4 separate regions of the Sus scrofa genome follow, and all the other regions are linked to region 2. A link is a contact called in public HiChIP or PLAC-seq data. All regions are on one chromosome and are shown on one strand. The core of a region is the stretch at or near the end of the contact, and the rest is flanking DNA. Distances in the headings are between cores, read along the strand shown.

Region 1 (5,420 bases), core at 2,120-4,619, 360 kb after region 2:
ATCAAATCACTAGGATTATGCTCCCCAAAAGAGACTAAAATGTCCATGGCACATGAGAAACATCCACACTAGCTCTCCAGGAAACCAGGATGAAGAAACCCCGGGGCACTGCAAAATAAACACCTTTCTTTCCATATACCCCTTGGCTTCCTCAAGATGGGAAAGGAATGGCCTGGGTTATAGAGCCCATCCAAGTTCTGCTTTCAAATACAATTTAACACACACACACACACATACACACACACACGAAATGATGGGCAGATTCTATGGAGAAGCTCCTGCAATGGTTTACATTTACATTTCCCTCTAGAGAAATGCCCTACCCGAGCTCATCTCTCAACAGAGTCGAGGTCTGTCCTCAGGCTGTTCCCTGAGCCGTCCTCTGCACACCGCCTCGTCAAATGACATCTTCCTTCCAGGCCCACCTCTGAGTTCCCTCTTAACACACCCTACAGAGGCCTTTTCAGACCTATTATTCTAATCCATATGGTAGTTCCTATTACTTGTCTGCCTTTAACCCTCTCCAAGGGTTTAGCACAAGTGTAAAAATTCTGCATTGTTACTGCTGTGTATAATGATAGCTACCATAGTCCTGGAGTTAGGGGGAGAAGATGGCCATGCTACCCATTCAGTGGCATCTTGCTCCAACTCGCTCCACCAGAAAGGACAGGACACCCTGAAGGTACCCAAATTCATGGTTAGAGCCAAGTGCATACTAACGAAGGTTTTCCCTAGATTAAGTAGGAATGTCTCCCTCATTATCAATTCAAAGAAAGGAGGGCGGGCTAGTCTTTCTAATCTTCCTTATTACCCACTCCACATAGGACACTACTCAATAAGCAGAAATCACTGCATAACTGAATATATCCATGCCAGAAATATCTATTTCCAAGACAGCCACTTTCTACAGCTGAGACAAAGGCGAGAGTTAGATACCCAGTTAGTTAAAGGCTCCATCAGACCTCAGAGACATGATGCTACAGGTAACATTTTGTCACCAATATCCCAGGGACAATAAGTGTACGTGCACAGTGGCAAGAAACATCAACAATCTCAGTAAAGTAAGAGGCAAGACCATCTCCTTAAGAGGTAGGGTAGGCCAGTTAGAACTGGAAGCACAGGGAGAATGGAAAATATTTTTTAGTCATTACAGAGAATGTTCTAGAGAATTGATAAGAAATTACTGTGAGCCATAAGAAGGGCCTAAAATGAAATTAGAATCACAGATTAGTAGTGGACCAAATCAGTATGGGAATTACATTATAATGGAATTTCTTCTATAATGTTCTACCATCGCATTGCAAAAAGAGGGAAAGTATGCAGTGACTAATGCAGTGGACCAAGCCTGTGGTTAGAAGGGCCACGAAGGTGGTGCTCCAGTGGCAGGTCTTTGGGACAAAGCTGGGCAGGGACTCAGCAGTGTCTAGGAGCGAATGGCTCAAGGCAAAGACCCAGATCCCCAGATCTGGTTGGAAGAGGCGGCAGTTCAGGCGGCAGAGTCCTGAACCGAGGAGAGCTCTGAGATCTTAAAAAGCACAGCGGCAGTGATGGAGCACCCAAGGCACAGCCGAGAGGGGCGGTGGGGAGAGGAGACGGAAGCGGAAAGCATCTAGCAGGCTCAAGAGTGATGAACGGATCACCATCTCACACACCAAAACTGACGAGGAAAATGGCAAAGGACGGAGAAGAGAGATGACCCAAGTACCAAGGTTGTCTCAAAAGGCGGGGATGCATCAGAGGGGCACAAGGTCAGCACGATTACTTGAGGAGAATGGTACAGATGGAGAGAGGATTCCATTTTAATAGTTTCTCAACAAATCAGGATAAGTGGGAAAAAGTCACGGTCAGAGCCGGTGATAAAGCTGGCACTGGAACCCAGGGGACACGTAGCCTTTGCTGTTCTTAACCACTAACAGAACTCAGACGGTATAAAATGTTCCCTCTTCTCCTATGTCTGCTCTCCACTCTTTTATCTTTAAAACATTTCTTTTTAAAGCCATGCAATACCAACCACATCAGAGAACTAACACCATATATTTGCCCTGCACTGTCTTCCCAGGAATGCAAGGCTTCTAAAGCCGAAAAACACACTACGCTAAAGAACAGTTGCTCTTCATGTTCAAATTACTGATATCAGAGTGAATGGCTTGGTTTTTTTTTTTCTCCCCCCACAACAATGTACCACAGTCACATCACAGCCACACCATGAAATCTTAGGCAGCTCTCACTGTTTACCTTAATTTTGATACATACTACAGAATGTTTAAAAAATAAACTGCATGTAAACATATCTTTAGAAAAGCATCTGATAAAACAAATTCCTATGCCTTTTAGGTAGCTGTATCATCTCCACATCCAGAGAATGAGGCAGGTTTAGTCTACTGAAAGATACTGGTTCCGAAACAAACTAAAGAAACCACGGATTCTCCTAATTTGGCATAAAAACACATTGACAGTCATTTCTGTTCAGCAACCTAAATTCTCTTGGGGATGAAATGAAGGAAGTGGTAATAAAAGAAAAGGGGAGTTCCCATTGTGGCTCAGCAGGTTAAGAACCTGACATAGTGTCTCTGAGGCTGCGGGTTCGATCACTGGCCTCGCTTAGTGGGTTAAGGATCCAGCATTGCCGTGAGTTTGGCATAGGTCACAGATGCGCTTAGATCTGGTGTGCTATGACTGGCGCATGGGCTGCCAGCTGCAGCTCTATTTGACACTAGCCTAGGAACCTCATATGCTGCAGGTATGGCCATTAATGAAGGAAAAAAAAAAAAAAAAAGTAGGACTAGCCTGGCACTAAAAATGTGAGAGGGAGAGGTCGCTGGTAGCGCTGCAGGTTAAGGATCCAGCATTGTCACTGCTATGGCTTGGGTGGCTGCTGTGGCACAGGTTTGATCCCTGGCCCAGGAACTTGCACGATGCCGAAGAACAAACAAACAAATAAAACCCAAAGCCTAAGACGGGCCCAGTGTAAATGAGGCTGCTGGAAAACGTGGGCTCTGTAAGCTGGTCTCAAATCCAGCGCTCAGGCAGACGGACGGTACTGAGGGCTGCGTGGCGATGGTCTGCAAGGGCTGAGGCAACACCGAATACACTAAAAGGGACAGTTTCTGTACCGGGTAATTTGCCTCACAGAAAACAACTGCTCAACACAATGGACACTCCTCTGGGCTTAGCCACAGACTGGCAATTAGGGAAGCGTGGTTCTAGCCTGTCTTCACCAATTATCTGCACCACAGACTTGTGACAAGTTCCTCTTCCAGAGAGAGGAAGCTACGACCCATCCAGCCGGGCTCAGAGGGATGTGCGAAGAGGCACAGAAAGGTCCCCGGCCCACCCGTCCAGGGGAAGGTGCTGTGCGGGTAGGCAGAAGGGACCCGGGCTGGAATCCGCAGCTTCCTCACCAGCCCCTGAGTCTGTGTGGCCACAGTGCTTGTCCCAGCCCTCTGCTCTCACGACGATATAAGATTGTTTTTTAGGCTCATTATTGCTTCACACACTGCCTGCTAGGAAGGAAATATTTCTATGCAATAAAAATTCTTTTGGTGTTTTTTACTCCCTTCTCATCCATGCAAAACAGGAAAGCATGACACATTGCCTTTTATGGTTACAAAAGATCCAGGCTAAGGTTCTTAATGTTCTTAGACAATTGTACTCATAATATGACCACAACACTTTCCTAACTTAACACTGTTTGAAGAGGAAAAGATGCCTTACATACTCCAAGCATAACAGATCTCCAGGGAAGACACAGCCTGACAAATGTCTACTAAATCCAGTCCCAGTCAATCAAATAGAGAGTTTATTGAAATAATGAAATTAACATGCTTGTAGAGGGCTACTAAAAATAAGACTGCCAAGGTAGTTTTAGGTGGTTTTAAAAGCATTGTTCTTCTGTTTGAACCATGCTCTGAATTGTGTGGTCTACAGGGCACTGAAAACCAAGGGCATGGTTGGGTCTCTCATAACAGCAGTACCTGTTTATACTGTTATTCAACAACCATCCCCACAAAGAGTGCTGGAAAAACTAGATACACACAGGTGAAAGAATGAAGTTGAATCCCTCCTTACCAAACGCCATATACAAAAATTAACTCAAAATGAAAAATTAACCTATGTCTAAGACCTAAAACAATAAAAACTCTTAGAAGAAAACATAGGACAAAAGCTTCACATTGGATTTGCCAATGATTTCTTGGATATGACACCAAAGGCAGAGGTAACAAAAGAAAGACCAGATCAATTTGACTTCATGAAAAATTGAAAATTTTGTGCATTAAAAAGATAGTATCAACTGAGTAACAAGGCAATTTACAGATCGGGAGAAAACAAATCATTACCTGATGGATGAATGTCAAGAATACATAGAGAACTCCAAAACTCAACAACACGAAACCCAAATAACCCATTTCAAAAGTGGGCAAAGGATTTAAACAGGTATTTCTCCAAAGAAGATGCATGAGCGACTGATAAGCAAAATCAAATCAGAACAATGAGATACCACCTCCCAGCCATTAGGACGACTACTCCCCAAAAAACCAGAAGACAACAAGTGTTGGCAAGGATATGGAGAAATTGAAGCCCTGTGCACTGCAGGTAGGAACGTAAAATAGTAAAGCTGCTGTGGAAACAGGATGACGGTTCCTCAAAAGAGTAAACAGAGAATTACCACATGAGGAGTTCCCGTCGTGGCTCAGCAGAAACGAATCCGTCTAGTAACCATGGGATTGCGAGTTCGATCCCTGGCCTTGCTCAGTGGGTTAAGGATCCATTGTGGCCATGAGCTGTGGTGTAGGTCACAGATGCGGCTTGGGTCCCGAGTTGCTGTGGCTGTGGTGGAGGCTGGCGGCTACAGCTCCGATTCGACCCCTAGCCTGGGAACTTCCATATGCTGCGGGTGCAGCCCTCAAAGGCAAAAAAATTTAAAAATTAAAAAAAAAAAAAAGAATGACCAAATGATCCAGCAACTCCACTTTCTGGTATAGATCCAAAAGAATTGAAAGCAGCGTCCTGAAGAGGTGTTTGTACACCTATTTTCACAGCAGCCGTTATTCACAATAGCTAAAATATGGAAGCAAGCCAAGTATCCATTGACAGCTGAGTGGATAAGAAAATGTGGTCTATACATACACTGGAATATCACTCAGCCTTAAAAAGGAAGGAAATTCTGCAATATGCGACAACATAGATGAACCTTGAGGACATTATGCCAAGTAAATAAGCCAGTTACAAAAGGACAAATATTATGTGATTCCACTTACATGTGGTACTGAGATTAGTCAAAACCATACAGACAGGAAGTATGTTTGGGATTTCCGGGGTCTGCAGGGAGGGGAGAATGGGAAATTATTGTTTAGTGGGTATAGAATTTCAGCTGTACAACTTGAAAAGAGTTATGAAGATGGATTGTAGTGATAGTTGCC
Region 2 (5,593 bases), core at 2,854-5,353:
TCAGCATTAAAAAGAAATGAGCTTTCAGGAGTTCCCGTCGTGGCTCAATGGTTAACAAATCTGACTGGGAACAATGCGGTTCATCCCTGGCCTCACTTAGTGGGTCAAGGATCCGGCGTTGCTGTGAGCTGGGGTGTTGGTGGCAGATGCGGCTCGGATCCCGAGTTGCTGTGGCTGTGGTGTAGGCCAGCAGCTACAGCTCAGATTGGACGCCTAGCCTGGGAACCTCCATATGCCACGGGTGCAGCCCTAGAAAAAGACAAAAAGACAAAAAAAAAAAAGAGAAAGAAATGAGCTTTCAAGCCAGGAAAAGACAGAGAGGAAACGTAAATGCAAATTCCCAAGCGATCGAAGCCAGTCTGAAAAGGCTACAGATTGTAGGAAAGAGCAAAACGAAGGAGACCTGAAGAGGTCGAGGACGGGGGTGGGAGGGGGTGGCGGGGTGGCCAGGGGCTGGGAGGGAGGGAGGGAAGAAGAGGTGGAGCCCTGGGCCTTTTTAGGGCAGTGAAATGTCTCTGTATATTATAATGCTGGCTGCGGGTGTCAAGATCCTTAGAGGGTAGACACGGAGAGGGAACCATGGGGTGAGCCGTGGACTCTGGGTGATACAGGTTCATGGACCATACAGATGTACCACGCTGGTGGGGGCGGTTGTTGGTGGGAGGGCTGAGCACTTGATGGGCAGGAGGTGTCTGTGGGACCTTGGGTGTATGGGAACTCTGCCTACTTTCTGCTCAGTTTTGCTGGGAACCTCTAAAAACTAGTCTATTTAAAAAAACAAAAAGCAGCCACAGCTACCCAAAGCTCTGGGTAACACAGAGGGCCACTTCGCTCCCAGGCCAGTTACTCAGCCTGAGGCTCCAAAAGCCTTGCTCTCCCCCAGGGGGACCCAACAGCCCCATTTTCCCTTCTGATGTCATTTCTTTTTCCCACGGGGCAGCATGGCCCCTTGTGAGTGTAGGGAGGGGCTCGCTGGAGTCCTGCAAGTCCTCTCCTTGATTCCTCAGCTTAAATGTCACCCCGCACGAGGCCTCCCCCACCCCCCGACCTCCCTCACCCCTATCTGGGGGTCTGTTTCTCTGCCCAGCACACCTCACCACCTGAAATTAGCTTACCTGCTTACAGGTGCCCAGACCAAGGCAGAGCTTTGTCCCTGGTGCCCAGTGGGTGGCACAGAGGAGAAACTCAATAAATGTTTCTTGATGGAATAATTGTGTTACCCACAGCATGACCGAGGGCAAGTCAGTTATCCGTTCCTGGACCCCAATTTCCTCATCTGTAAAATGGGCCATTAACCTTAGTGAATGTGCTCTCTCCCTGCTCCAATACTCAGAGCCATCCAGCAAGTATCAGAATGATACTTTTCGTTTTGTTTCTTTTCTTTTTCATTTTGGCTGCCCCTCGGCATATGCAGTTCCCAGGCCAGGAATCAGATCCAAGTCGAGGTTCTAAGCTGCTAAGCTGCAGCTGTGGCAACACGGGATCCTTAGCGGATGTGCCAACCTGGGGATCGAACCCGCATGCCAGCGCCCCTGAGACACGGCTGATCCCACTGTGCCATGGAGGGAACTCCAGAGTGACCTTGTTTTTCCACTTAAGGGCTTCTGCCAGGCCACTGGGTGACTTCGAGAGATTGAGAGACTTCTCAGACTAGGTTTGCGGATGCAGGAGGGAGGTCAGACAGGGTGCTGGTAGATTAGGGTGCGGGGGGGGGGGGCAGTTAGCTCCTTCCCTAGAATATAAGCTTCAAGACGGTGGGGGCGCATATTTGTTTGGCTAGCCTTGTGCCTAGAACAGTGCGGCAGAATGAGCAAAGGCGAAGACCTCAGCTCCTGTTTCCATCGCTGAGCGAGGTCTCCGTTTGGGTCGTGTGTGGAAGAAAAACACCAGTACCAAGGCCTCCCATTGGCAGAGCCCTTTGCAAAGTGCTTGCACATGCATCAGGCATTTGCTCTTCGCGACAGCTCCATGAGATCAGGACCTTTCAGGGTTATTATCCCTAGTTTACAGATGAGATAACTGAGGCTCAAGGAGTTTCACTTGCCCAAGGCCATATGGCTGGTAAAGGGCAGAGCCAGCTCTCAAACCCAGGGTTTTGTGTTTTGCGGATTTTTTTTTTTGCTCCAGACCCAATGCTTCTGTGTGTGTTGCTGGTTGAGTGGAGCCTGGCATGTGGGCAGAGGGAAGCCTTATGCCAGAGCCAGCGGCCGGAGCAGAGAGAAGGTTGCACAGAGATCAGAGCTGCCTGCGCTGTGAGCTGGCACCTTTGGACTGCGGCTGCCACTGGCTGGGGGTCGGTGGGAGGGGAGGGGGAGGCCTGGGGGAGGGGGTAGTGAGGAGCAGGAGGACAGAGGGCACAGCAGACGCCCCCTCGGCTCCACCCGTGGCTGCGCTTAGAGGCCCCGGAGCGCCCGCTGGCTTCACACAGGCACCCTGCCCCTCAGGTCCAGACACGCAAACTCCAAACAGGTCCTTCAAAGGGCACAGATGCCAAAGATGTGGGCAAACTGGTTTGAGGAACACAAAACCCAACTCAAAGCTCTCTCCCCTTTCCCACACCAAGGCACCAGACCTGCCAAGGAACTCGCCAGAATGACGTTCGCCCAGCCCCCAGGTCTGCCCGACTTTGCCAAAGCCACTTATATGTATGTCTCCTCCAATTAACCACACACAGAGTGCACCCCGGAGTGCTCCCCACCCCGTACCCCCAAGCTGAGCCCTGTCAGGCCCTCCCCCCGCCCCTACATGTGGAAATTCTTTGTTCCCATCTTCCCTGGGCTTTCTGGCTGTGCGGTCCCTCTTCTGCCCTCTCAAGCCTGCTTTGGTCCTTCTGTCCTGGCTCCGGCCAATGGGCCTTCCACTGGGTTTATTCCTGAGGGTAAGACGCAGTCACTGTGCTGGGTCAGGGGTCACAGATGCCAGCCTTCTTACATCAGCCCACTTCAGGGAGCCCCAGGGAGTCAGCAGTTATCACACCTCCCTGAGGCCTGGCCCCCAGAAACCAGAAACCACAAGGCAGTGATGAGGAAATGCAGGGGGAGGGGGTGGAGGCAGGGACAGGTGGCGGCCCACACACTTGCCTGTGTTAGTCACTGAAGGGGCCCAGCAGAGCAGAGGTCATCTCGAAAGCTGGTGCCAGGGGTGGCAAGAAAGGCCCACGGGCAAAACCAGCCAGAAGAGGCGCTCTGTCAAAACACACTTCTCTCTCTTTTTCTTCTTATGGCCCCACCTGCAGCATATGGACATGCCCAGGCTAGAGGTCAAATGGGAGCTACAGCAGCCGGCCTACACCACAGCCGAGGCAACGCCAGATCCGAGCCCCATCTCAACCTAGGCCGCAGCTGACGGCCCCACCAGATCCTTAACCCACTGAGCGAGGCCAGGGATCCAACCCACATCCTCACAAACACTACGCCGGGTCCTTAACCCACTGAGCCACAACATGAAATCCCTTCTCTTGCTGGAGGGGTGGTTTTCTTTTCGAGATGCCACAGCAAGACCCCAAATGCAGGAGGATGTCTTGATTCATCACGGGCCGATGTTTCGTTTTGCTCCATCAGCGCCACGCCCCGTTCCCCTACCGTGCGCCAAGCTCCAGAACCAGCGTCCTCCTCCTGCTTCACAAGGAGCTTTGGCTGCAGCTTCCCTGCCGCCCAGCTGGTCGCCCAGCTGGAACTCTGCCCGAGCCGGCCCAGACCAGGAGTACCACGACCAAGTGTGGCTCAGAGTCGTTTATCCATCACGCGTTCCTTGAGCACCTACTCTCGCGGCCCTCGTGCTGATGGGGTTCTTACTTCCTTCATGGGTTGCCTCCCGGAGATGGTTCTGGAGGCTTCATCAGATGGTTGAGGGCTACGTCTGACCTGAGTGGGGTGCTCAGATGTCCCGACTTGCCTGGAACAGTCCCATTTTATGTCTATTTTCCCAGCCTCATAATCAGCAGAACCCCCTCTTACTATCAGACTCGTCCTGGTTTGGAAGATATTTGTTAGGTTGGGGCATTGCCCACCGGGAGCGGCTCAGGGGAGCTCTGTGTGATGTGCCCTTAACCCCAGAGGAGGAGGGGCAGCTGGGCCGTGAGAGGTAGACGCTAGAGGGCGCCAGTTAGCCGTAATTGGCCCGGCCAAGTCTCCACGTTGGCGCTGGACTGGCAGCCAGGGGCAAGGCCTGTCCTAGGAGAGAGGCAGGCAGCGGCCGGCAGGGGGAGCTCGCCCAGCAGAGCCCAAGTGATCCTTTTCGGGGGGGCCCCCCTTCTCTCGCTCCCCCAGGCACTCAGAAGAGTGATGGAGCAGTGCCTGGGAGGGAAGAGGGGTCCTGGCACTGCCCCCCGCCTCCTCTGTTTCAGCCTGGCCAGGCCCCTCCCAGCCTCTGTCCCTGGCTCTTGGGTGTGGCATGGTCTTGGAGACAGACCTCTAGGCCTGCTCTCTTGAGGGCCTGGCGCTGGGCCTCAGATGGCCGTTCTGGAAAAAATGGCCAGGCCAGGCAGGCATCAGGGAAACTCCACAGCCCTCCAGGGGTGAGGATGGGAGTGGGAAAAGACCAGAGGCAGGAGGTAGAAAGAGCCCATTTTTCCTCCTTGACCTAGACTTCAGGCACAACACAGGGTCCTGGCATGCTCTCCTGTGAAGAGCCCACTGCTCACTGCCCTGCCCTGGCCACTGCCCTGTCCCCCCCCACAACTGGACACAGGACTGGCCTCCAGGCAGGCAAGCTCCCTGTTCCCATTCTGTTCCCCAGCCCCTAGCCCCCTCTCCAGCTGATGAACTTGGGGACGCCAAGCAGGAGAGAGCAGGCGGCCCAAAAGCAGCGTTGGGGACTATTAAAACCACATGCTTTGGTGGCCAACAGACTTGTGCCTGGGTTGCAGCTCTGCACTTGGTGGCTGTGTGACATTGGGCGCGTTATTTAACTGCCCTAAGCCTCAGCTGACTCACCTGCAAAAGGTAATAAAAGAGTATCTATTTCGCAAGGGTGATGTAAGGATTAAATGCAGTAAGAACACAGAGTGCCTCGCTCAGTGTCTGACACCCGCCCCCCGCCCCCCGCCGCCGGGGGGCGGGGGCAGCAGCAACAGCAAGGCCCTTCAGCCCCAGCCCAGCTTTTCTCTCTGCAGCGGGAATCCTCGTCTGAAGGAGAGGAACAAAGATGGATTGCAGGAGTTCCCGTCGTGGTGCAGCAGAGACGGATCCAACTAGGAACCATGAGGTTGCGTGTTCAATCCCTGGCCTTGCTCAGCAGGTTAAGGATCCGGCGTTGCTGTGAGCTGTGGTGTAGGCCGGCAGCTACAGCTCCAATTCGACCCCTAGCCTGGGAACCTCCATATGCCGCAGGTGCAGCCCTAAAAAGCCAAAAAGAAAAAAGACAAAAAAAAAAAAAAGATGGATTGGAAAAGGCTTTATGGGACACATAGTAACTGCAGGTGAATTTTCTATTTGACAGTGATTTCAGTGGCTGTAGGAAGCGGTGGCTGCCTCAGTGCCTACAGCCTCCACCTTTTGAGGAATCACTTCTTCATTTGTTCATTCATTCATTAGTCCCAGATGACAACGGTTGTCCTGACATAATGATTGAGAGCTTCCTTTCCCTCTTGACG
Region 3 (5,288 bases), core at 1,587-4,086, 440 kb after region 2:
AGGACTTTTCTGAAAATACAAACAGCTGCTAAACCATCCATAGTGAAGCTTCTATGTGGCCCTTGGCCATATTGGCTCCTACCCCTCTGGGGTTTTTTTCATTTTTCCATTCAAATGTTACCTTCTTTACTCTTCACAACAGCCTTGTGAGATAGGTACCAATATTGGCAGTTTTATTAATAAATAAATGCATAGATGCTAAGTACCTTGGCCAGAATACTCCCTAGAGTAATCAAAACTGCTGAGACTAGAACTGAGATCTGCCTCAGCCACATTTGTTCTCAGTGCCGTTAGTGCTCAGCCCTGGCTGCACACGAGAATTGGCTTTTTAAAACCACTGATGTCCAGGCTCTAACGTAGACTAGGTAACGAAGTTAGAATCTTTAGGAGCTAGGAGGTTCAGTGTATTTCCAATGGGCCCCATGAAAGAACTGCAGTATCATACAAAGCAATTACAAGAATGGAAGAGTAGGAAGAAGGATGGCAGACAGTCAATACTAAGTCAACCACTTGCAGAGTTCCCTTGTGGCACAGTAGGTTAAGGATGCAACCTTGTCACTGCGGCAGCCTAGGTTACTGCTGTTGCACAGGATCCATCCCTGGCCCGGGAATTTTCACCTGCCACAGGCACAACAACAACAATGAAAACACTTGTAAAACTAAGCTTTAATGACATTTTTATCCTCACCCTCCAGACACCCACATGCCCACTCCCAAATTAGTAAACACCAAGGAAAAGTGACTTAATTTTAATATTTGCCTACATGAAGTGTATTGGGAACATAAGTTCTAACATCTATCCAAATGTATAAGACAACTGTAGTTAAAATACCCTCTGGATGATTTATAATTTTAGGCCCTTTCTCCTGCTATCTCTCTTCTTATATTTTGTGGCTCTTCATTCCTTTCTGCATGTCTGATCTTCCAAGAGAAATCTCTCCTTCTCCCCGAAGAATCAGTAAAGGTTTCCTAATGATGAACGCTCTCTTTTTGTTACCTGAAAATGTAATTGTATCGCTTAAACTCCTGAAGGATATGTTTGCTAGATACATGGCTGTGGTTTTCTGTCTTCGCGTTAAAGATATCACTGAACTGTCTTCTATCTTCGACGTTGCTATAAGTCAGCCAACAGCCTAAGAGCTTCTTTTTGTTTTCTCTTGCTAGTTTTCACTTTTTCTTATTGTCTGGTTTTCTGTAATTTTGCAATGATGTATCTAGAAGTGGTTTTCATTATATATACCTGTTTAGGGTTAACTGGATCCGAGGGATTGTGTTGATTAATTTTTGAATGCTGAATATATTCTTTTTTCAATGTTTTATTGTAAAACACAATAAATATATAGGCAGGCCCGAAACAAAAATATACAGTTCAATTAATAATCATAAACCAACACCTGTGAAAAGAATGGAACACATGTACAGAGCTAAGTGGACCAGCACTTTCCATCCCCCAGAGCAACAATGTTCATGGATGCGATGACCCAGATGAGGCTAAGCAAGACTAACAAGTCTCACTTCTAGGGTTTTTGTTCAGGATGTCAAGACTTCCTTTTCTTCTGGTTGTGATGTTGATCTAAAGGTATTAGGAGATGCTATGAAGGGCCTAAGAACAATGCCAGCAAAGCAGAAGGAAGAGCCAAGCCCTGATGACACCGATCCTAAAACCAGTTATGCCCTAAGCTAGTTTTACCCCCTGGTCTTTTCTGTTATGTGAACCAGTACATCCTCTTTTTACTTAAGCTGGTTAGGTTACATTTTCTGTCACTCGAATGCTACCAGGTTCTAACTGAGACAATTCATCATGTGATATCCCTTCTTGAAGCATTTCTCCATCAAAATTCTCCTAAATTCTGTTATTACCTTTCTTTTCTACCTTTTATCACAATTATCTGCAGCCAGATTTTCACTACTACTGAACTGTGAGCATGGAACACAGTGGCTGACAGGAGAGACATCCAGTAAACATATACTGAAGAAACCAGGACTGCCATCAATGAATCATTCATCTTTGTATCCCTAACACCTAGTACAAAGGCTTAAATATAGCACAGACTCAATACATGCTTTTAGAAGGAATTAACTAGCAAATAATCAGATGGAAATAATATCACAAAAGAGCAGAGATCAGGACACGCACAAACAATACCTTAAAATAACCCTTTTCAGAGGCTAGAATGATCCATGTGGTAGTGGATTAGAGTTGGAGACATCAGCATAAAATCATGTTTCACTTGATATAGATGCAAATGGCTAATAGATAAAAATATTTATAGATGAGTGCATTTTCTTGTTCTGTTAACTAAGAGGACCCCAAAAGGAGTGACACCTCAGTAGCAACAAGCCTACTGAGCATTCAGATATTGGTATCTAATACGTTTCTCCAATAAAATAAAACGGAACTAGGACTTCTTGGAGAAATGGCAGATTCTAAGACTAGAGCAGGAAATATGTAAGATGGGCCTGAGCATCTTGCAGTGCTATAAAGTAATGTGCTCCAACAAACAAACCTAAAATAATGCGGGTTAGTCAAAGGGACAGGGGAGCCAACTGAATAGCTTCCAATGGCCAAAGGTGGAATAATTTCATCAGCAAACTAAATAATGTAGTACTGGTTTGTAACCCAAAGTATAAAATAAATGTTTATAAGTCTATACTGACATAAATATGTGACATGGGAAAATACATAAATCTCCCATGCAGAAGAATTCCAAATAATTTATGCAGCTATTCTGCCCTTAAAGGGGTAGAGCATAAGTCCCACTTCTTAATGGTGCACAGCACACAGTGACTCCTTTCTAAAGAGGACAGTACGGACAGAAGGAGAAATGAGTAACTGTACAGTAGAGAAACCACCCTCTCAAGCCAAAGCCATCAAGGTTAACAACAGTGCTGAGTCATATTGACGGTACGGACCCTAGATACGACGAGATGAAATGGCACATTATCTCTGAGGTAACCAAAAGCCCCCATGGTCTAACCATGAGGAAAACATTAGACAAGTCCCAGTTGAGGGACATTCTATAAAAAGGGCTTACCAGGACTCCTCAAAACTATCAGGGTCATCAAAATCAGGGAAAGTCTGAGAACAGGAACTAAAGGAACTAAATACAGGAACTAAACAGACCAGAGAACTAAATGTAATGTGAGATCTTGGATGGGAGCCTATAGACAGAAAAAGGACATTAGGGGAAAATGAAGGAAATCTGAATAAAGTGTGGACTTTGTTAATGCTGATTAATCAGTCCTGGCCCATTAACTATATCATAGATGTTAGCGATGGGGAAAACACTGTGGGATACACAGGAATTCTCTGTATTATCTTTCCAGTAATTCTGCAAATCTAAAGCTAAAAGTTCTAAAAATAAAGTTTATTTTTAAAAAAATAGCCCTTTACTCACAAGGCCCTGTACACCAAAAGTATACAGGATAAGCCAGTTGTTAAGACCAGTCTTCGATGGCAGTAGGGAATGTGAAATTATCAGTTATTCTGAGGGAATATAATCAACAATTGAGTGTACATTTTTCTTTAAAAATGTAGAATAAAATTCAACTCCTCTGAGGAACTAATGTACACATAGGAAGTTCATTAACTACTTTCAGAATTGTGCTCAACAGAGGTAGCAAAAAAACAAAGTCATCAAAAATTTCTGGAATCCTTTACACAATAGAGAAAACAGTATCTTCAGATCATGAGCATCTCAAAAAAGCATGTCCTGGTAAACATATTTTTAAAAAAAGGAAAAACAAAATAAAACAAAACCCAAGGTTGGTAATTTCTTAACATCACAGCCTAAACCTGTAACGAATGATCTTTAGCTTTGTATTCTAAACCCCTAACAAAAAAAATTGTTTTCGATTGCACCTGTGCAGGTTCCCGGTCAAGGATCAAACCCATGCCACAGAAGTGACTCAGGCCACAGCAATACAACACCAGATTCTTAACCCGTTGAGCTACCATGGAACTCCATCTTCTAACAATTTTGCTTCAATCTACTTCTGTAACTGTATTTTCTACTCTTTACCTATGCAAGCTCTGCTCCAAGAAAACTCGTTTGCACATAGACAAAATGAAAACACAACCTATGGACTGAGAGAAAATATTTGCAAAAGATGCTACTGACACAGGGATTTCCAAAATATGTAAACAATCACAGAGTTTAATATTTAAAAAAAAAAAGCCAATCAAAAAATGGGGAGAAGACCTAAATAGACATTTCTCCAAAGAAGACATAGAGACGGCCAATATGCACATGAAAAGATGCTCAATATCGATAATTATTAGAAAAATTATGACAATGAAGCACTATCTCACACCAGTCAGAATGGCCATCATTAATAAGTCTGCAATTAATAAATATGAGAGAGGGTATGGAGAAAAAGGAAAACTCCTATACTATTGGTGGGAATGTAAATTGGTGCAGCCACTACGGAGAACAGTATAGAGGTCCTTGAAAAACTAAAAATAGAGCTACCATATGATCCAGCAATTCCACGCCTGAGCATCTATCCAGACAAAACTCTAATTCAAAAAAACACACTGCAGGAAACAATATTCAGTATCTTATAATAACCTATAATGGAAAAGAATCTGAAAAAGAACATATATATTTATATATATTTCTTTATATGTATATAAAACACTGAATCACTTTGCTGTATACCTGAAACTAACATAACGTCGTAAATTATCAATTTAAAAAAATGGTTAAAAAAGAACTAGTTTGCGCAATGCTTCCAAAATGCCATCCAACCTTAGTCTGTGATGCTTCTCTGTAGCTCTGTCTTCCTAATTACAGTGCCATCCCCTCTGTTCATTTTCTTTTTTTTTTTTTTTTTTGTCTTTTTACCATTTCTTGGGCCGCTCCTGCGGCCATGGAGGTTCCCAGGCTAGGGGTCGAATCAGAGCTGTAGCCGCCGGCCTACACCAGAGCCACAGCAACGCGGGATCCGAGCCGCGTCTGCAACCTACGCCACAGCTCACGGCAACGCCAGATCCTTAACCCACTGAGCAAGGCCAGGGATCGAACCCACAACCTCATGGTTCCTAGTCGGATTCGTTAACCACTGCACCACGACGGGAACTCCTCTGTTCATTTTCTACACTCTACCCCTGCTTCAAGACCCAGCTAAAACCCTTCCTCCCCCATAAAGCCTCAGGGGACCATAAAGGCACAACAGTCACCGCTTCATCAAAACTCCTGTACCACTCATGCGGCACTTAGCAATATTCACTTCTTCAAGAAAAAAGCCCTTAGTGTTAACTTACCAAGCGCCTATACCACAAATAA
Region 4 (5,121 bases), core at 2,461-4,960, 330 kb after region 2:
AAACGGGAGTAAAAAGATCCTCTCTGCTTAGTCCAGACAAACAGGTCCACTCCTCATATATTTCACTAGATCTTGACTAACATTTTGGCACGTGATCACTCCCCTTACCAAAAAGCTTTCTCTTGGAGTTCCCACTGTGGCTCAATGGGTAAGAACATGACTAGTATCCATGAGGACATGGGTTCAATGCTTGGCCCCTCTCAGCGGGTTAAGGATCCGGCGTTGCCGTGAGCTGTGGTGTAGGTCACAGATGCGGCTTGGATCCCGACTTGCCATGGCTGTGGTGTAGGCTGGCGGCTACAGCTCCAATCAGACCCCTGGCCTGGAACTTTCATATACTATGGGTGCGGCCCTAAAAAGAAAAGAAAAAAAGCTTTCTCTTGAGGGGGTTGAGAGGGCAGACTAGGGCGAAGGGAAGCCACGGGGATATAAAATACAGAGTAAGGAATATGGTCAGTGATAGTGTAACAACTCTGTACGGGGACAGATGGTTACTACACTTACTGTGGTGACCCTTTCATAATGTATGCGAATGTCAAGTCACTATGTAGCACAACTCAAAACTAGTACACTGTTGTACATAAACGATGTAGCAAATAAAAAATAAAATACAATTTAAAATTCTCCCCATGAGATCCTATTGTATATAGCACAGGAACTATATCTAATCACTCGTGATGGAACATAACGAGAAAAATGTGAGAAAAAGAATGTGGATGTATGTATAATGGGTCACTTTGCTATACAGCAGAAATTGACAGAACACTGCACACCAACTATAATAAAAACTTTTTTAAATAATAAAATTCTCCTTTTTTTTTAATTGGTGTGATTTCAATTTCTTTAACTCTGACCGTAAAGTCCCTTGCTCTCTTAAGACTCCTTTCAACTACAATGCAATCTATATCTGCCCTTTGTTGTTTTTACATGTGCCTTACAATTCCCCATGCTGTTTAAGCAATGTATATTTTGTATTTCCAATAGACTGCGAATTTCTTGAGGGCAGGGCTGAGATCTCCTAAATAATAACAGCTGACATTATTCAGTGTTTACTCAATAGTCACGTTGCTTAGTGCTTTATACGCATTATATGCATCATCTCATACAATCGCCATAACAAGCTTGTAATGTAGATACTATTATTATATATTTGCACATGAAGAAACTGAGCCTGAAAGACATTAAATGGTGAAGATGAGTTTTAAATCCATGTATGCTGACTCAGAACCTGGACTCTTAACCACAATGCTATACCCTCTGACATGCTGCTGGGCACAAAGGAAAGACTCAGCATCAGTGTGCAGAGAGAGAGATAAAAAAAATTGGAAACCCCTATGCGGAAAAGATGACTGAGAGTTATTATATATTTACTCGTCCTCCATTTAGGGTCTAACTCCTTGTGTTCCAAACCACCATGAGCAACTTAAGAACCTTTTTTTTTTTTTTTGAGCTAGATTTTTTATTTAATGATTTTTATTTTTTTCCATTATAGTGTTCTGTCAATTTTCTACTGTACAGCAAGGTGATCCAGTACAAATACACATAAACATCCTTTTTCCTCACATTACCATGCTCCATCATAAGTGAGTAGATATAGTTCCCAGTGCTATACAGCAGAATCTCATTGCTTATCCATTCCAGAGGTAATAGTTTGCATCTATTAACCCCAGATTCCCAGTCATCCCACTCCCTCTCCGTCCCCCTTGGCAACCACAAGTGTGTTCTCCATGTCCATGATTTCCTTTCTGTGCAAAGGTTCATTTGTGCCACATGTTAGATTCCAGATATAAGTGATATCATATGGTATTTGTCTTTCTCTTTCTGACTTACTTCACTTAGTTAGTATGAGAGTCTCTAGATCCATCCATGTTGCTGCAAATGGCATTATTTTGTTCTCTTTTATGGCTGAGTAGTATTCTACCGTGTATATATACCACATCTTCTTAATCCATTTCAGAACAATGGAACAGAATAGAGAACCCAGAAATAAACCCAGACACCTACGGTCAATTAATCCTCAACAAAGGAGGCAAGAATATAGAATGGAAAAACACAGTCTTTTCAGCAAGTGGTGCTGGGAAAACTGGACAGCCATGTGTAAATCAATGCAACTGGAACACACCCTCATACCATGCACAAAGATAAACTCAAAATGGCTTAAAGACTTAAATGTAAGACATGACACCATCAAACTCCTAGAAGAGAACACAGGCAAAGCATTCTCTGACATCAAGCTTACAAATGTTTTCTCAGGCCAGTCTCCCAAAGCAACAGAAATAAAAGCAAAATTAAACCAATGGGACCTAATCAAACTGACAAGCTTTTGCACAGCAAAGGAAACCATAAAAAAAAAAAAAAAAAAAAAAAAAGGCAACTTACAAAATAGGAGAAAAGAGTTTCAAACGATGCAAATGACAAGGGCTTAATCTCTAAAACAAACAAACAACTTATTCAACTCAACAGCAAAAAAGCTAACAACCCAATGGAAAAATGGGCAAAAGACCCAAATAGACATTTCTCCAAGGAATATATACAGATGGCCAACAAGCACATGAAAAAATGCTCAACATCCCTGATTATTTGAGAAATGCAAATCAAAACTACTATGAGGTACCACCTCATACCAGTCAGAATAGCCATCATTCATAACACAAAAAACAAATGCTGGAGCAGGTGTGGAGAAAAGGGAACCCTCCTGCATTGTTGGTGGGAATGTAAATTGGTACAATCACTAAGGAACTATTTCTTATTCCCTTTTTACCCCCAATAGACTACCCTTCCTGTATATTCAAAACTAATTGAGCATCGCATGCTTTATGTGTTTTAATGTTTACTTTTAGAAACTGTGGAGCAAGAAATTAAAAATTTTAAGAGTATAAAGACTAAACACTCTAAAGGTCACCATGCCAAATAAAATGTATTTGTCTGACATCTTTACAGAGACTCAGTGAAGAAGGAGGATGGCTTCTCCAAGAACACAGTGGAGTCCTAAGCAATAACACCAACCTTCCTGCAGTTCTGTATGTTCGGGCATATTCTATGATTAACTAACTATACTCCATGGAAATAAGAAGAGTTGACTGTGGAGTTAGGAGAGGATAACTGCCATGTTCTTGAAAGAGCCAGCTCTTGGCGGGGGGTGGGTGGGCAGGACACCAGGATAGAGCTGTTGTCACCTAGCCGTGTTTTCCAAAAGAGACATCTTGAGTTCATTACTCCCAGATGTCATGACACAGTATAGGACTCGAGGTTTTTTTAAATTTATGTCTTGCTTATTATTTTCATAAACAAATAAACAAAAACCGTTTCACTGCTCTCATTTATGCAGGAATCTGCTTGTGAAGCTGTACTTACTCTTAATATGTTGGTTATAGCTTCTGTTTATAAAACTAAATTGAAACACATGTTGTACAAATAACTTGGGGGAAAAACATTCCTGGCTCTTTTAAAATAATGATGATCAGGATTTGGCTGGTCAACTACTGTCCCAACAGTTATTATATGTAACCGACATGGCCTTGAGAACCACCAACTTTCTCTGAATAGTCACAGCATTCACTAAAAAGCATGTGCATGGAGCCTTTTCTCCAGAAGGCTGGAGGGGTCGGGGAGGTGGGGTGTCTCTGCAGCACAGCCAGGGTCCTCTTGGGAGAACTGAATATCTCCTGGCTTCCACCACCTTCTCTACTCACCAGCGTTTTCAGAAACGATCTGGAGGGTGGGGTTTCCCCTATTGCCCCAACCATGCGTCCTTCATGAGTCAGAAAAGAAGCTAAGCTTATTTAAATAAGCATCACTTTTTGCAATTGCTTTACAAATCATATTAAGCCTCATCCTCAGACATCCGAGTTGTGATTTTATGCACACCTACTGATATAAACTTTGTGCCAGACTTTATCCAGGTGCCCAACAAAACAAGTTAAAACAACAGTGAGTTTTATTTAAGCACGAATGGAACAAATATGAACACCATTTACCATAGCTCCATAACGTAAAGAAAAGGTAGACAGAGCTTCTATGTAAGCAATTCATACAGCTCTTTGCAAGGGATAGAAAAACACAGATTGAAAGTGATACTTGATAGAGCGGACGTCTGTCACACCATTTGCCTGACACCTTCTCTTCTCCTGGGGAACTCCTACATCCCCAGGCCCCAGCCCTAGGCCCCGATCCTTAGAGCTCCTAGTGGAGCTGCTGTTCCAATCGCCTGGGAACAGCTGATAGGTCCCGGATGAGTCCAGTCCTTTGGCAGAAACCAGAGAAAACTGTCAGGAGGTGCACTTCCCATCCTTGGAAGAGGCCAGGCTGCAGTGTGAGCGAATGAATAAAGCCAGCACACAGCACACTAGAGGAGCAGAGATGAGGGAGAAGAGAGTCCTGGGCTGCACTCACACCCGAGTTCCTGAGGCTCGTGGTCCAGCTGCGTCCTGCTCCTGCTGTGGCGGTTTGGCTATGCAACCTTCTCCGGGCTTTGGAAAGCCAAGAAATTGACTTCCGTGCGTAAGCAGGTTTGAAGTGGTTTTCCTTCACTTAAACCCAGCATTTTCTCTTATAAATGATTACACTGACCCATACAGACGATGGCCACGGCTAATCAAAACGTACAGAATTAAGTGCTAAAAAAAGACTTTCATCCCGGGGTTATCTGTATACTTGTTACCTGCTCTGCAATGCCAGCTCTCAGTCAGGGCTTAGAAAGGGCTTTTAGGACAAAGATGAGCAGCAGACCTCCTCACACACCACGAGAAAGCTTTGCTAGAACAATCTGCCACAGCACCAGGCTCTGACTGCAGCTGAGCTATTTCCCTGGATTTATGGACCTGAAACAGCAGAGTAACCCATCCTGGGTCCCGGGTAGAACAGCTTGCACTCCCTGCTCTAGAGCGCCCCCCCAAACCTCACCCACTGAATGGAGAGGTGCCAGAGCTAAAAGCAGATGACCCATGGCAGCAGGATAGTTGAACACATGAAATGTTCATCAAGCAACTTAAGCACTGCACAACAGTGGTGGTCCTTTAGCTACACACACACACAAAATATGTTGCTAAGCGTTTGCATGTTTTTGTATCTTTTCCATCTGCCATGCAAAAATGTGGGCATTACTAGAAGCCACAGGTCTAA

The links. HiChIP or PLAC-seq counts read pairs in DNA pulled down with a chosen protein or histone mark.
Region 1: an H3K27ac HiChIP or PLAC-seq map of alveolar macrophages shows a contact between it and region 2. The contact joins two enhancer-like sites. A contact is called at or near these places in 1 of 47 Hi-C or Micro-C datasets (embryonic fibroblasts) and 1 of 2 datasets of contacts at active chromatin or transcription factors (alveolar macrophages).
Region 3: a contact with region 2 is called in an H3K27ac HiChIP or PLAC-seq map of alveolar macrophages, with 6 times the contacts expected there. The contact joins two enhancer-like sites. A contact is called at or near these places in 3 of 47 Hi-C or Micro-C datasets (alveolar macrophages, embryonic fibroblasts and epiblast stem cells) and 1 of 2 datasets of contacts at active chromatin or transcription factors (alveolar macrophages).
Region 4: an H3K27ac HiChIP or PLAC-seq map of alveolar macrophages shows a contact between it and region 2, with 5 times the contacts expected there. The contact joins two enhancer-like sites. A contact is called at or near these places in 1 of 47 Hi-C or Micro-C datasets (embryonic fibroblasts) and 1 of 2 datasets of contacts at active chromatin or transcription factors (alveolar macrophages).

What each region holds. Positions count from the first base shown.
Region 1 is chr3:111,143,857-111,149,276 of Sscrofa11.1, forward strand. The region is part of intron 6 of BABAM2 (BRCA1-A complex subunit BRE); the gene reads right to left. Among named protein-coding and RNA genes, the nearest start is that of BABAM2, 180 kb to the right of the region's middle. Within about 2 kb of position 3,370, at least 27 of the 83 cell types and tissues checked have an H3K27ac peak or open chromatin away from gene starts, as enhancers often do. A contact at or near this core is called in alveolar macrophages and embryonic fibroblasts, where this site is marked.
Region 2 is chr3:110,780,923-110,786,515 of Sscrofa11.1, forward strand. No RefSeq gene overlaps it. Among named protein-coding and RNA genes, the nearest start is that of PLB1, 42 kb to the left of the region's middle. Within about 2 kb of position 4,104, at least 26 of the 83 cell types and tissues checked have an H3K27ac peak or open chromatin away from gene starts, as enhancers often do. A contact at or near this core is called in alveolar macrophages and embryonic fibroblasts, where this site is marked.
Region 3 is chr3:111,222,950-111,228,237 of Sscrofa11.1, forward strand. The region is part of intron 4 of BABAM2 (BRCA1-A complex subunit BRE); the gene reads right to left. Among named protein-coding and RNA genes, the nearest start is that of BABAM2, 100 kb to the right of the region's middle. Within about 2 kb of position 2,837, at least 4 of the 83 cell types and tissues checked have an H3K27ac peak or open chromatin away from gene starts, as enhancers often do. A contact at or near this core is called in alveolar macrophages, where this site is marked.
Region 4 is chr3:111,109,256-111,114,376 of Sscrofa11.1, forward strand. All of the region lies in intron 6 of BABAM2 (BRCA1-A complex subunit BRE), which reads right to left. Among named protein-coding and RNA genes, the nearest start is that of BABAM2, 220 kb to the right of the region's middle. Within about 2 kb of position 3,711, at least 4 of the 83 cell types and tissues checked have an H3K27ac peak or open chromatin away from gene starts, as enhancers often do. A contact at or near this core is called in alveolar macrophages, where this site is marked.